Regions from separate parts of the Mus musculus genome. Here regions 2 and 3 are each linked to region 1. Evidence: chromatin contacts called from public ChIA-PET and HiChIP or PLAC-seq data. All regions are on one chromosome and are shown on one strand. The core of a region is the stretch at or near the end of the contact, and the rest is flanking DNA. Distances in the headings are between cores, read along the strand shown.

Region 1 (4,645 bases), core at 2,125-4,624:
TATCTCCTTCCTTCTCTACTTGATCTGATAATGACTCCATTACAGTTGGCTGTGGCAAGCAAAAAAAAAAAAAAACCAACTTGAAATCTGAAACAGGGCTCCGGGAAGGAAGACAACTCCAGACAAGTTTTAAAGCATGCATGTATTTCTGGGACTCTAGAGAGACTCAGAAGTAACCAAAACTACTAGTTCTTCTGGCTGAGGTGGAGTTCCTGATTAAACAGCGAAAGGCGGATCAGACTTGAAAACTACCTAGACAGTCAAATGTCCCAGCACAAATGAGCCTTGGGTAGATTCCTTAATGGGTGACAGGCTCAATCGAACTTTTGCCAATCATGGTCTGGCCCTGAACTACACTAGACCAGAGAAGCCCATTGGAAGACTGGTTTAAAAATAAAAGAATTTGAAAAAAAAATACAATAAAAGAATTTGAAAAGGGGCTGGAGAGATGGCTCAGTGGTTAAGAGCACTGACAAAACTTTCAGAGGTTCTAAGTTCAATTCCCAGCAACCACATGGTGGCTCATGACCATCTGCAATGGGGTCTGATGCCCTCTTCTGGTGTGTCTGAAGAGAGCAATGGTGAGTACATTAAATAAATAAAATAAATAAATGAATCTTAAGAAAGAAAGAAAGAAAGAAAGAAAGAAAGAAAGAAAGAAAGAAAGAAAAGAGAAGAGAAGAGAAGAGAAGAGAAGAAAGGAAAAGAAAAGAAAAGAAAAGAAAAGAAAAGAAAAGAAAAGAAAAGAAAAGAAAAGAAAAGAAAAGAAAAGAAAATCTTTAGGGCCTTGAAAGACTGCTCAATAGTTAAGAGCACTTGACACTCTTGCAGACAGCCTGGGTTCAGTTCATGACAGCTCACAATCTCCTGTAACTCCAGTCTCAATGGATGTAATACTCTTTTCTGCCTTCTGTGGTGCACCTACATGCATGCAGGCAAAACACTCATACACATAAAATGAAATAAATGTTTTATTTAACGCAGCCGCAGATTTTCAGACACTTCTGGTCCTTTCTGCCAACACTCTCCTACTCCTCCTAATAGTGGCTTTTTGAGTGTAATTTCTTCAAACAGGCTTTTCAGGCTCCATGACCTCAGCTGCACTCCTATCTCTCCAGCAGAACTGTACACTGCTCTTTCCTCAGGCACTCATTGCAATGTAACTACATGTTTCTTTGAATGCTTGTTTGTCCAATGCCTTTGTACATCCATAGAGACGACAAGCCACATGAAATCAGTTTCCCCCAAATGTATATTCATTAGAGTATCAACACCTAGTAGTTGCTAAGTACTTCCTCCTCCTCCTCTTCTTTTTTAATTTTATTTTATTTATATGAGTACACTGTAGCTGTCTTCAGACACACCAGAACTGGGCATCATATCCCATTGCAGATGGTCATGAGCCACCATGTGGTTGCTGGGAATTGAACTCAGGACCTCTGAAAGAGCAGTCAGTGTTCTTAACCTCTGAGCCATTTCTCCAGCCTCCCCACCCCCCACCCCCGCCACAATTCTTAGGTAAAGCACAATGCACTTCAGAAGTGCCCTCATCAGACTGAACAACAAATTATGTAGTAGAAGTAACAGCTCTTCAGACCAGTTCATAGTTCTTTGATCATTTTGTATAATTCTGACAAATAATTTAACTTGACCGAGTTTGTCTTCTTGTATATACAGTTAATGAACTAGGCTGAATATGCCCAAAGGCTCCCTCAAGCCTGACGACTAAGGAACACAATAGGCCACCACAAAGGAGGATACCTCCTGGACTACGGTGGCCTGGAAAATCTGGTTCTAAATCCCTCCCCCTTTCCATGAGGGATGAACTTCAGCTACTTAACAAGGGGTAAAAAGATTACCTTATTATGGGATTTCCTCAGCACCCCACTGCCCAGCAACACTGACAACACTGAAATATTTCCCATGTTATTAAAACAGGGTCTCCAAGTCGGTTAAATAATCGCTCTAAACCTTCAAAAGAGCCAAGTCATGATTCATAAAATTTAACCAAGTTAAATTTACCTTGATTCGAGGCATAGTAACTGTGGGTGGCTTTGCCTCAGCCACAAAGCTATGAGATGCTCCTTTTTCTACCAGATACGTTGTGTAGGGCATATACTTCACACCTTTCGACCCAAACACAAAATCATCTCTTAATGCATCTATCAACACAATAACCACTTTACTGAAGAGAGGTGGTGGCAGCTTGGTCCAGTTCGAACGGACTCCTAAAAGTATTTAGAAAAGGGGAAATTAAATTTTAAACTCCATTCAGCACTCCATTGCCTTCAATGTCTTTTTCCTTTGTTCTTCTAGCACACATCAAATCTATTTCAACCTGAAAGAAGGCCCATTTTGGGTAGCCAGTGTTGTGTTAATTTTCTAAGAAACCAAACAAGACAACTGTGAAGGTTCCTTCAAGGGTTGTAACCAGCCTGCAGGTGACTACCAAGAAGGGCATCTCCTGGCTAGGCTGGACAGTATGTTAACAATGAGTAGGTATCCCAGGAATGTGTAGTGCACTACTCTTAGCAAGGTGAAGAGTCCAGGACAGGGCCACTTCTACCTAAGAGACATACAGTTGGAAACTGTGCCTCCCTGAGCTTGCCCTAAAGCCTAGTCTTGCAGGCAGTGAACCTATGGGTTTACATGTCCAGTGGCTGTGATTATATGGACCTGTTTCACTGCAGCGGAGTGGGTATCAGGTGTTTATTTCTGTGTTGGTGAGGCTACTAGGGTGCTAATGCAGAGAGGCCCTAAGCACTGAGGGCCGGGAGGTCTTCTGGGGGAGAGTTGTAGAAAACTGGAGGAGATCTGAAGAAACATCACCTGTTATGCCCTATGGGTCCAAAACTGGAAACCTAAATTGGTAGTGATTGAAAGGATTATTAGGAAAAGGGGTACGAATCACTGAACAGCGGCAAACAAGACGCAAAGTCGGAGTTACTCTGGGAATCCTCTGATTATCACATAGGTCGACATGGGGCGGGAGGCTGCGAATGCCTCGAAGGTGTATGATACACAAACAACACTAAAACAATACAAATTGTTTCCGTGGTGGGGCAGAATGAAAGCGGGAACCACCGAGATGGGGGCGGGGGGCTATACCTGCTACGGGTTCGGGCGCTGGGGTCTCTGCATCGTGCTCTGGTCTAGCAGAGGAACGAACAGGAGCTGGGAAGAATCCCCGAATAAATATCGCGACCCCGATCACCTCAATCGCTACGCAGCTGGCAGCGAAGGCCCCGGAGCCCAGCCGCATTCTGCCCTGCCGCTGGGCCGGTCGGCCCGAAACTTAGTGTAACAGCGGGCGTTGCAAACCCGCACCCAGAGCCCACACCCGGACTGTCAAGAGCTCCCTCCCAGCCTGCCTCGCCAGCCCCAGCGCACAGGAAGTACGTCAGAGTGGCGAGTGCCCGCGGTCGCTCCCTGACGACGTTCCCCGCGGACCGGCCCCGGGGTGATTCTCCCGGGAGTCCCTGCCTCCTCCCGAACCCAAAGGTCCACGGAATCCCCGGCTGATCCATTCGGGAGCCTCGCTTCCGGTGCCACCGAGAGTCCCCGCACCTGCCCCGCCATCTCAGGATTCCAAGTTTGTGCGCCTTGAGCCAGGCGCATCTAGCGCTGCCCAGTGTCGGTGCAGTATTTAGCTGCTGGTGTTTCTGGTGTATTATTAGTCCTACTCACTTCCTCCTGGTGTTATGGCCCCAGTTTTCTGACAGGACGACTCTGACAGACTCGGGTCTGGGGCAAGCCTGCAGATTAAGCGATCCTGATGCGATTGGCAATCAGTGAGTGTGCTCCCCTTCTTTGGAAAGCTGTCCTCTGGAAGGAACCTCTAAACCGTAGGGGGCCACGTGTTTGGTAGGCAAGGTCTTTCCGCTCTAGATGCGGGAATTTTCCCGGGCTCATGCAATGAGACAGAAGCCGGTCTTTGAACAGAGTCCACCCCAGCCTTGTCTTCCTTTGTGCACACTCATTCTCCTTGCGGACCTTGCTTCTGTAAGTCAAAAGACCCAAACCCCTTCTCACGAACTCTGTTTTTCTAGGAAGCCAAGAACAAGATAGAGGTTTTGCTGCTGTTAAGTTGTATGAATTCCTTAATATCTTGGATAGCAACCTTTATATTTGATTTGTAAGCTAAATTTTCATCTAGTTCATGTTTTTTTTTTTTCAGTTTACCATAATCACACGTACTTTTTTTTTTTTTTGGTGGTAATTCTCTGTGAATTTGGTGTTATATGTTTAAGGGGGAAAAAAAGCATCAGTTTTGGTGAAGTTTCTTCTCACCTTTTTCTTATAGGAGTTTTATAGCTTCAGATATTAAATTTTAGTGGTTAACCCATTTTTACTTGATATTTCTGTATGTATAAAGGAAGGGTCCAGTTCCATTCTTCTGCATGTTTACCCAACATGAGTGGTGTTAAAAATATTATGTCATGGATCTCTGTGACTTCCAGGCAAGTTCCAGGACAGCAGCTACATAGAGAAACCCTGTCTGGGGGAGGGGGGAAGGGAATAAAAATAAACAAACAAATAAATTGTGTGTGTGTGTGTGTAGCCTTTGAATTTATCAGTGATTAGTTAATGACATAGTTTATTAATTAGGTGTTTTTATGACAATACCACACTGTCTTATTAAATC
Region 2 (4,737 bases), core at 2,083-4,582, 380 kb before region 1:
AGGCAACTCTGAGAGCCCAGAGGCCCATTGATCCTGCACAAAGGATAAAGGAGCCTGTGGTCGGTATTTCCAGGCCTAGCCAAAGGCGACTTTGTTCACAGCTCCCTCCCCGCCCCCAGGGGGACAGTGATTTATTTTCCCTTCCAGGAATAGGGCCCCAGATGTGAATGGGAGGCTGGCCCACATCCCTACCTCACAGGGGCTAGGCCTGGCTCCCGAACATCTACCTCACTCCAGCCACACTCTGATCGGCCACAGCCTGTGAAGAAAAGAGGCCTCCTACAGACTGTTTAAAAGCCAGGGTCAGCTCCACACAAATGGCCAATCATCATCTCCACAGCACCACATACACATCCTTCTCTACAACACAGGACTCTGGGCAAACTGCTGCACTGTACAGCCATGGCAGGCACCCCGACTGTCCATCAGGGCCAGCTCACTCCAAACCCAAAGACTGGGTCCAAAAGACAGAGAAGACTCCTAAGCTGGCTGCTCAGAGGCTGGTCCCAGAGGTGGCACTTCACTTCTAGACTTATCTTTGAGAATGGTATTCTGTTCTGAAACTTACATTCTAACTGTGAGAAACGGGATGGACTAAACCAAACCTTGTCTTTTTTTCAAAGGGGGTGGGTGGAAGTATCTTAGGGCAAATTCACTGCATTGTGAAACTTTGGGCAAAGGGGAACTTTTAAAATATGATCCCAATCTAGAGATGTACAGATTCCAAAAACTGTGACACCCCAGGGAAATAGCTTTCAAAACAGCCCAAACTCTACACGCAGTTCTTTGGCCCAATTTAAGGTCAAAATTGGGCCTACTCACGAAGAACCACTGGAGAAGGAATGCATTTGGAATAGCTTAGCCCCTCCAGTCCAGATTGTGCCTGAAGGGAGAAGTCAGCATAACTCAGGAAACGCCATTCTTCCACCCCAACCACAGGGCCCTTGCCCTTGGAAGGCAGATCTTTCCAGCTTCCTAGTGCTGGCCAAAGGCCTTCACTAGCACAGCCAGGGTCAGATACAAGGCACAGTCCCAGGACTGTGGCCAAGGGAGACAAAGGCAGAAACAGTGGACCCTCTAGGACCGTCACCAAAAGGTAGTGCTGCTGCCCACTGCCACCCATCAATCTGCCTGAAGCTCCAGCCAGTGATCATGGCAGGGCAGGAGCCTTCAGAGCCTCCTTTGCTGAGCAGCCAAAGAAGAGGCAGGTGCAGGGATGGGGTGTATCCAAACAGATAAAAGACCAATCATAGACTGGGCCACCAGTTGGGGGGGGGGGGAGGGTGAAGAGACAACTCACCCAGCATGGCCCAAGTGCCTACATGCCCAGGACACTGTCCAGCCCAGCTGTGCCTGGACAGCCCCCACCCTCCAGCCAGCCAGTCCCCAAGCAGAAGAAGGGGGGTTATAGTGGCATAAGGCCCACCTGGGCCGCCACCCGCCGCCCAACACCAAACGTGGCCATATAAGGCCAGGTTGGGCTCAGTGCGCCCGCGCTAGTGGCGGGGGGAGGAGATGCGAAGCCTCAGAGGACTGGTGGACAGAGCAAGGACAGTCCTGAGTGGCCAACACACCCAAAGGGCCCGCCTGGCCATCAGTCCTGCCTAACCATAGGGGAGCCCAGCACTGTGCCCCGTGACACTGGAACACAGTGGCCAAAAATCTACGGGCATGTATCACCCATCAGCTCTGGGTGCCCTCTGCCAGGGCTAGGTCTAGGGCAGAGCTCCCCAGAAGACGAGTGATGTAGCCAAGCCATAGTGTGGTGTATCCTGCAACAACATAGTGTGTGACCCTGTGGTCTAAGATCTTCCACCTTTACTGTAGTGATGTTCTGTGCTCTGGGGACTCCCAGATGGTAGACTATGCTACCTGTAATTGATAAGCAAGCCAAGGGTCCAGAGCTGGGTCAGCTGAGGGCTGGATCAGAGCGAGCTCCAATCACCAAGATATCACCAATGTTCTCTATATTCAGCTAGGCACTGTGTGAGTCTCTGCAAGTTCCCAGGGACCCAATTAGGTTTTCTGCTCCCACAAAGAGTCCACTCCCCAAGAATCTGGGGGAGGGGTGACAACCACCTGCTCTCCATCTAGATATGCACCTGAAAGTGTGTTTATGCAAGATTATGAGGCTGTCCTGGAAAGGACCTAGGCAAGGCCAACAGTCAAATGATTCTGGGGCCCTTTACATGAGGTGTCAGCCAAAGAGGGTGAGCTGGGGGTATCTGATTGTGACTAGGTAACCCCAAGAGTGAGGTAGAGGCATGTAAAACCGACAGTACTTCAGGTTAAGGATGGGGGTTGGGGGGAGGATCTGCTGCGATGGAGCAGACAGGGAGGGGAGGAGTGTGCCAGGCGGGCACTGTGTGGCAGAGTTCAGGGCTGGTGGGAAAGGGGCGGCGCTGCAGAGGCCAAAGCGCCAGACTGGGCGCCAGGACTCACCTCGCGCCGCCTCAGCCGACGGGAGGGCCCCCAATAGCAGCAGCAGCAGCGCGGGGCTCCGCGTCATCTCGCCGGTCGGACCTGAAGCAGGGGCGCGGTCACTGGGAGCTGGACTGGACGCCACTCAGGGCTCAGGCCCGCAAGACCCAGGTCGCGGCCGCAGAGCCAGGGTCCGGCCCCCCTCGGCGCCGAGCTCCAGGCAAAGGAAGCGAGGCGCGTAGACGCTGAGCGTATCAAAGGCAGACAAAGGGTTTACACTAATTACCAGCCGCCCCCGCCGCCCCCTTTCCAAACACCGTCTGGATTCCTGGCGCTTGTAACTCGGGCCCTGCCCGCGGGACACACAACACCGAGCGGCCCCGCAGATAATCGCCTGCGCCATTAGCGGACAAATTTGCGCTGGGGGGCCCACGTGGGGCTCAAGGGGGGGCGGGGCGCGGGGCAGGGCCGCGGGCCCCACAGGAGCAGCTACGGCGCGAGCCCGGCTCCCGCCCCGCACAGTGATCGCGGCCCTGCCCTTCGCGCCCCGCACTCTAACCCATTCCAGCCCTCCCTCCGGGGGTCGCGGACGTACAGCCCGGCTCACCTCGACAGGGATCAGCGCGGGGGCGCGCAGCAGGCAACGGGGTCAGAGCCGGGCCCCTGAGCAGCGCGACGCGGTCATCGCTGCCCCGGGCGCCGCATCCCGCCCCCCGCGCCCCCGGGCCCGGCCTGGGCGGGGCGGCGCTACCTGGGCGCTGGCGGCTGGGGCCGGGCTGGGGCGCGGGGCGCGCTGTCCGCGCGGATAAACGGCGAGGCTTGGCGAGGGCGGGGAAGAGGGGCGGCGGGGCGAGGGGCCCGGGGCGCCGCGCCGCGAGGCGTCCTTCCCTGCGGGGCTTTGTCAACTCTCCCGGAGCGAGCGCGGAGCAGCCCTGAGCTCCGCCCCGCACAACTTCCGGCCAATCTGCGAGCCCCAGTCCGCCCCGTTCCCCGCCCCTCCCCGAAACTTTGCTCCAATCCGCACACGTGCCCGCCAGGCTCGCTGCTTAACCCTCGCAGTGCTTCTGCCCTTCAGGCTGGCGGCTCCCCGGAGCGCGCCCAGTCGGCCCTGCCTCGCCGCGCCCCCGCCCCTGGGCTCTGGGAACGCGCGGTCCCGCTAGCCTGAAGACCAGCTGATGGCCGCGGAGCCCACTCGGTATCTGCACCAGCTAGGCCCCTGGCCCCCAGAGCTGGCCGTTACTGCACTGTCTCTACTCCCGGCTTTAAACAGGAGGAAGGGAGCTGAACGGAACCTTCGAGCTTTTGTGAGTAGAGAGGCCGCTGTGCTGCTCTGGTTTGAGGGCGGGGGGTGGGGGGGTGGGGGTGGGGGGGTAAGGTGCGGGGGGGGGGGGGGAGATGGCGCAGATCTCCAGTGCTGGAGTCCAACGAAGCCCTGACTTGAGCATCTAGTTGTACCTAGGACCTTAGGAAGGCTGAGAGGGTCCTACAGCCCACCTGGATACTTCTCTGCACCTCACCTGCTTTGTGATAGTAATCAACACACCCTTTTGTCTTTGCTACTTAGCAAGTGTCTTGCTGTACCCCTGCACCCATCAAACAGAAAGACTGGTGAGTTTCCCAAACCTCACTAGCTCCCTTCAGCAGCATCCTGATCCATCCCCCGCGATCTCTCCAGACAGCTTCCTGCCTACCCTCACTCACCAGAGCCAAAATTCATCAAAACATGAGTCTTGCCAGTTTTCTCAACATAAATCCCATAATTTTTGACGCCCCGGTAGTGCCTCCCAAGAGACCACTCCTAAGCTCCGCTTTCAAGGACCCTGATCCAAACAACTTTTCTTCTCTAAGCTAAGAAGCACCCCCTCTTTCCGGAAGCCTGTCAGAGAAAAATGAAACCGAGGAATAGCCTAGTGTTCCTAGCCCCAAATTCTGTTTCTGGGCTAGTGTGGGCAAATGGAGGTGAACCTTGTCTCCTCTGCATGAAGGTCCAAGTACCCATCTCAACTGCAACGCTGTGTCTCAGAAGCAGCCCATGGAACTTTCTCTGGGCTACCAGAGAATTTGGGCTAGTACTGGGGTCACAGAAAGCATTTAAAACAGACAGAGTGGGTCCTGACTAGTCTGAGTAGGTCCTGGCTCCACAGAAAGTTTTGTGAGGAGATGCCACCGAAGCATGTAGTGCAACAACATTGTGTTGCTGCCAACCAAGAGCAGTTGTGTGTGGAGGTGGCTCTGTAGTGTGGGGAGGTTAAAAGCAAATGAGCCCAATGGGCAGAAAAAGGTAGGCAATGGATTGAAGTTAGACGGGAAGGTGCA
Region 3 (4,368 bases), core at 1,757-4,256, 390 kb after region 1:
CCCAGCAAACACAGAAGTGGATGCTCACAGTCAGCTAATGGATGGATCATAGGGCTCCCAATGGAGGAGCTAGAGAAAGTAACCAAGGAGCTAAAGGGATCTGCAACCCTATAGGTGGAACAATATTATGAGCTAACCAGTACCCCGGAGCTCTTGACTCTAGCTGCATATATATCAAAAGATGGCCTAGTCGGCCATCACTGGAAAGAGAGGCCCATTGGACTTGCAAACTTTATATGCCCCAGTACAGGGGAATACCAGGGCCAAAAAGGGGGAGTGGGTGGGCAGGGGAGTGGGGGTGGGTGGATATGGGGGACTTTTGGTATAGCATTGGAAATGTAAATGAGTTAAATACCTAATAAAAAATGGAAAAAAAAAAAAAGAAAAAAAAGAAAAACAGTGTGTTCCCCAATAGCTTTATATGAAATAACATTATGCAGTACAGGTAAAGAAAACAAGTTGTTCTCAAGAATCCACGTACATTCATAACTAAGCAACTTGTTATAAATTAACAAAGTGTGAGCAAGCAAGAGAGTTCTCTCAGCCAATTTCTCTTACTGGCAGGTAGAAATTTGTGGTTACAAAGAAAGGATTAATTATTTTATTATTTTACTATCTATCTTTTAAAATAATCGTATAATAATCTTAAGTACAAATCTAAACTCTAAATCAGTCATATCTATTTTAAATTCTCAGAATGCACATCTGCATATCAGCAATTTTTATTAAGTCATATCAAGAAGTTGAGAACAAAAATAGTTATAAAAGGGCTGGGAGCGATGTCTGAGCAGTTAAGAATGCTGATTACTGGGCTGGTGAGGTGGCTCAGTGGGTCCGGAGTTCAAAACCCAGCAACCACATGGAGGCTCACAACCATCCTTAACGAGATCTGACTCCGTCTTCTGGATAAATAAATAATTCTAAAAAAAAAAAAAAAAAAAAAAAAAAAAAGAATTCTGACTACTCTTCCAGAGACCCTGAGTTCAGTTCCCAGCAACCACATGGTGGTTCACAACCATCTATAATGGGATCTGATGCCTTCTTCAGATTTGTCTGAAGATAGCTCCAGTGTACTCATACATAAAATAAATAAGTAAATATTTTTTTTTTTAAAAATCAGCCAGGCGTGGTGGTGCATGCCTTTAATCCCAGCACTCGGGAGGCAGAGGCAGGTGGATTTCTGAGTTTGATGCCAGCCTGGTCTACAGAGTGAGTTCCAGGACAGCCAGGGCTATACAGAGAAACCCTGTCTCAAAAAACAAAAACAAAAGAAACAAAAAAACAAAAACAAAAAAAATGGATATAAGAAATTTATCATCACCAGTTCAGCCTCAGAGAGAGTCACGTGAGCTAGTGCTGCCATTGTTCTTGTCCCTGAACGTAAAAGCTCCTCGCGTAACTAATAACAGAGTTCCTTTCTGAACTTCAAATTGTTCCCCAAGATGTTCTACATCAAAGCCAGTAGTAAAAGCATCTCAGCCCAGCTTCACTAACATTCTTTTTCCAAAAGTTTTTTAAGGCTGGTGGTCATTGCTCACAATAGGTCTCTAAGTTCTTCTCTAGTGCAATGATAATAATCTGCTCCAGCAGCAATGCCTGAGAGAGATCAAGGATTAGTACTGTGAGTGCCAGAGATACTGCCCAGTGAGGGGCTGGAAGCCCCCTAGAGTTTTCACATAATTCTTAGATTAAGAGGGATGTGAGGGCAGCAAGCAGAGCAGAACTGCACAACAACATGATGTCCTCAGAACCATGCCTCAACTGAGAGACACCGTCCTGGCTGTGCTAACCGGTGAGCCAAATTCTTTCCATGAGTTCTAAAACCATTTATTATTCCTCCTGCGTGATCCTCAGCACTTCAAATTATCAATTGTCTCCCAAGTATTAGTGGTACTTTGTGAGGCTTAGGGATTAGTTCCGGGGACACGTGCTTGCACAGAACCTTGGGTCTGGTCCCCAGCACTCAAAAAATTAGAATGGAGGAAGGACCTGATGGAAGGAAGGAGGGAGGGAGGGAGGGAGGGAGGGAGGGAGGGAGGGAGGGAGGGAGGGAGGGAGGGAGGGAGAAGAGAGGAGAGAGATGGGAGAGACAGAGAGGAGAGAGGAGAGAGGCGTGTGGATGTGATGACTTAGCACCGTCAAACTGGGGACCTGAATTCAACCTCTGGTGCCACATGTTGGTTGTACAGAATTAATTCCCACAAATTGTCCACCACACTTGTCCTGTGGCACTTGAATACACACCTCTCCACACACACATACACACACAGAAAAAAAAAACTTTTGACTTGTGTCACCAATACCATTTTCCCTTTGTTTCATTCTGTTTTGTTTTGAGATGGTCTCACTTTGTAGCCCTGACTGGTCTAGAGCTCAAGAAGGTCAGCCTCTGTGCCCCAAGTGCTGACTTCCAAACTTTCAAACTTCATTTTCTTAGTTTTTCTTGAAATTAAAATGATACCATTTTCTTCTTCCCTTTCCTTTCTCCAGACCACACTCACACACCTCGAATTCATGGCTTCTTTTTCTTAAATTGTACATACATATATAATATATTCCTAAATATACAACTACAACCTACCTGCTCAGTCCGTATAAGGTTCATTTATGTAACTGATTTCAGGGTTGACTGTGTGGTGTTGGGTAACCCTTTGATGTGACTCTGAGAAGGCTGTCTACCCTGCTCATCGTTGCTTAGTTGCCTATAGTTCTACCTCCGGGTTGGGGCACTGATAGCTTCCCACTCTGTGTTAGCATACATTTTGGTTTCCTTGTTGTTCGTTGGTTTTGTCTTGTGTTTCATAAATATTTTCCAATCTTAAGTTTCTCCTTGTCTAGACTTAACCCTTGTGACTTAATTGTTGAAGAAATGGTCTCTTTGTATTGCATGTTTCCCACAGTCTGGAGTTTGCCACAAACTGTCCTTTGCTTCAAGGTTGCCAGTGCTACCGGCTGTCTCCACCATTTCCTGTGAACGGGTGGTTGCAGCTAGAGGTTTGATCCGATCCAGAGCTTCCTTCCTTTTCGGCTGTAGCCAATGGCAGCATTGTTGATCTCTTCTTGCACGGGGACTTTGTGTGTGTGTGTGTCTGCTTGGTGCACAGCATGCTTTGCAGGCTTTAATCTTAGTGGAGGCTCAGAATGCTAGCACGTGTCAGTTTATAGCTGATGATCACACTTCTTAGGTCCAGTAATCTCAAATGATTTTTAGACAGGCCTCTTGGGTCCATTGTGTTGCATGTGATTTAATTTTGTGGTGTGTGTGTGTGTGTGTGTGTGTGTGTGTGTGTGTGTGTGAATTCACTTAGTGCTATATAAAAATGTTTTGCATTAAAAGTGCTTTTACAATTAGTAATAAAACTCAAAGGACTCAGCCGGGCATGGTGGTGCCCGCCTTTCATCCCAGCACTTGGGAGGCAGAGACAGGCGGATTTCTGAGTTCAAGGCCAGCCTGGTCTACAGAGTAAGTTCCAAGACAGCCAGGGCTATACAGAGAAATCCTGTCTCGAAAAAACAAAACAAAACAAAAAACAAAAAACAAAAACAAACAAACAAACAAACAAACAAACAAACCCCTCAAAGGCCTGAATTATTTGTACTGGGATTCACCATCTGTGAAACCCCTTGAGGACAGATGTCTGAACTGCAGATAGAACCATTTCCCTTTGTGCTTGCTGAGTTGGGTGTGTTTTCCCTTTGAGCTTGCTGTCTCCTGCTCGTGCACCATGGCTCTTTAGTCTCTTTCTGCTTTCTCTGCAAGCTCATCCTGCTCACAGTATTCTACTGTTTCCAAGTGTGAGAAACTGGCTTGGGAATATAAAAGCAAAACTAGCTTTTCATTGTGTGTGTGCATCCTTAATTTATTCTGCTCAGTTCTATCTGTAGACCTCAGTTCTACTGTTTATTAAATCGAACCACTGGAACTCTAGATCCAAAAAGTAACTATCAGGCTGTGTTGACCAACCGCCACGTTTGAATATTGAATGGCTTGATCTATGGCTGATGTAGAAAGGCATCAACAGCTGAGATCAGATATCAGAGCAGCGCACACAAAACATTGCAAAGGGGAGCCTGTTGTGTAGCTTTGCCCATTGGCGTGCAAGGAATAATTTTTGCTTTTCTTTCTTTTTGTTTTTCTTTTTGTTGTTGTTTTGCTTTGCTTTTCTTCTTTGAGACAGGATCTTATATAGCCTTGTCTGGCAACTCAGTATAACTAACAATGACCTTGAACCTCTGATTCTCCTACCTCTACCTCCCAAGTGCTGGAATACAGGTTTCTACCAACATACCTGGATAAATCTTATTTTTACAGACTTGTGTACACACACACACACATACACACACACACACACCAGATCAGGCAGGGTT

Evidence for each region. ChIA-PET counts read pairs in DNA pulled down with a chosen protein or histone mark. HiChIP or PLAC-seq counts read pairs in DNA pulled down with a chosen protein or histone mark.
Region 2: a contact with region 1 is called in an HNF4G HiChIP or PLAC-seq map of pancreatic cancer cells. The contact joins the promoter of Fgfrl1 here to the promoter of Pigg in region 1. A contact is called at or near these places in 2 of 39 promoter capture datasets (the C10 cell line and pre-B cells), 2 of 484 Hi-C or Micro-C datasets (both in embryonic stem cells), 3 of 115 datasets of contacts at active chromatin or transcription factors (embryonic stem cells, large pre-B cells and pancreatic cancer cells) and 3 of 9 other capture datasets (adipose tissue, liver and pancreatic islet).
Region 3: a contact with region 1 is called in an RNA polymerase II ChIA-PET map of memory CD8 T cells, with 7 read pairs. The contact joins the enhancer-like site here to the promoter of Pigg in region 1. A contact is called at or near these places in 3 of 39 promoter capture datasets (3T3-L1-derived adipocytes, liver and maxillary cranial neural crest), 4 of 484 Hi-C or Micro-C datasets (Th1 cells, cerebral cortex, cortical neurons and 1 more), 4 of 115 datasets of contacts at active chromatin or transcription factors (astrocytes, embryonic limb bud, embryonic stem cells and 1 more) and 1 of 9 other capture datasets (liver).

The regions. Positions count from the first base shown.
Region 1 is chr5:108,311,542-108,316,186 of GRCm38.p6, reverse strand. Pigg (phosphatidylinositol glycan anchor biosynthesis, class G) reads right to left here and starts at 3,374. Exons shown (of 13, transcript NM_001310689.2): 1 at 3,109-3,374; 2 at 2,023-2,228. The coding sequence starts at 3,262.
Region 2 is chr5:108,692,824-108,697,560 of GRCm38.p6, reverse strand. It overlaps Fgfrl1 (fibroblast growth factor receptor-like 1), which reads right to left and starts at 3,332. Exons shown (of 7, transcript NM_054071.2): 1 at 3,029-3,332; 2 at 2,443-2,666. The coding sequence starts at 2,509. Gm42151 (predicted gene, 42151) reads left to right here and starts at 3,495. Exons shown (of 2, transcript NR_168910.1): 1 at 3,495-3,725.
Region 3 is chr5:107,925,374-107,929,741 of GRCm38.p6, reverse strand. All of the region lies in intron 1 of Dipk1a (divergent protein kinase domain 1A), which reads left to right. Among named protein-coding and RNA genes, the nearest start is that of Gm26387, 20 kb to the right of the region's middle. Within about 2 kb of position 3,006, at least 78 of the 459 cell types and tissues checked have an H3K27ac peak or open chromatin away from gene starts, as enhancers often do. A contact at or near this core is called in Th1 cells and memory CD8 T cells, where this site is marked.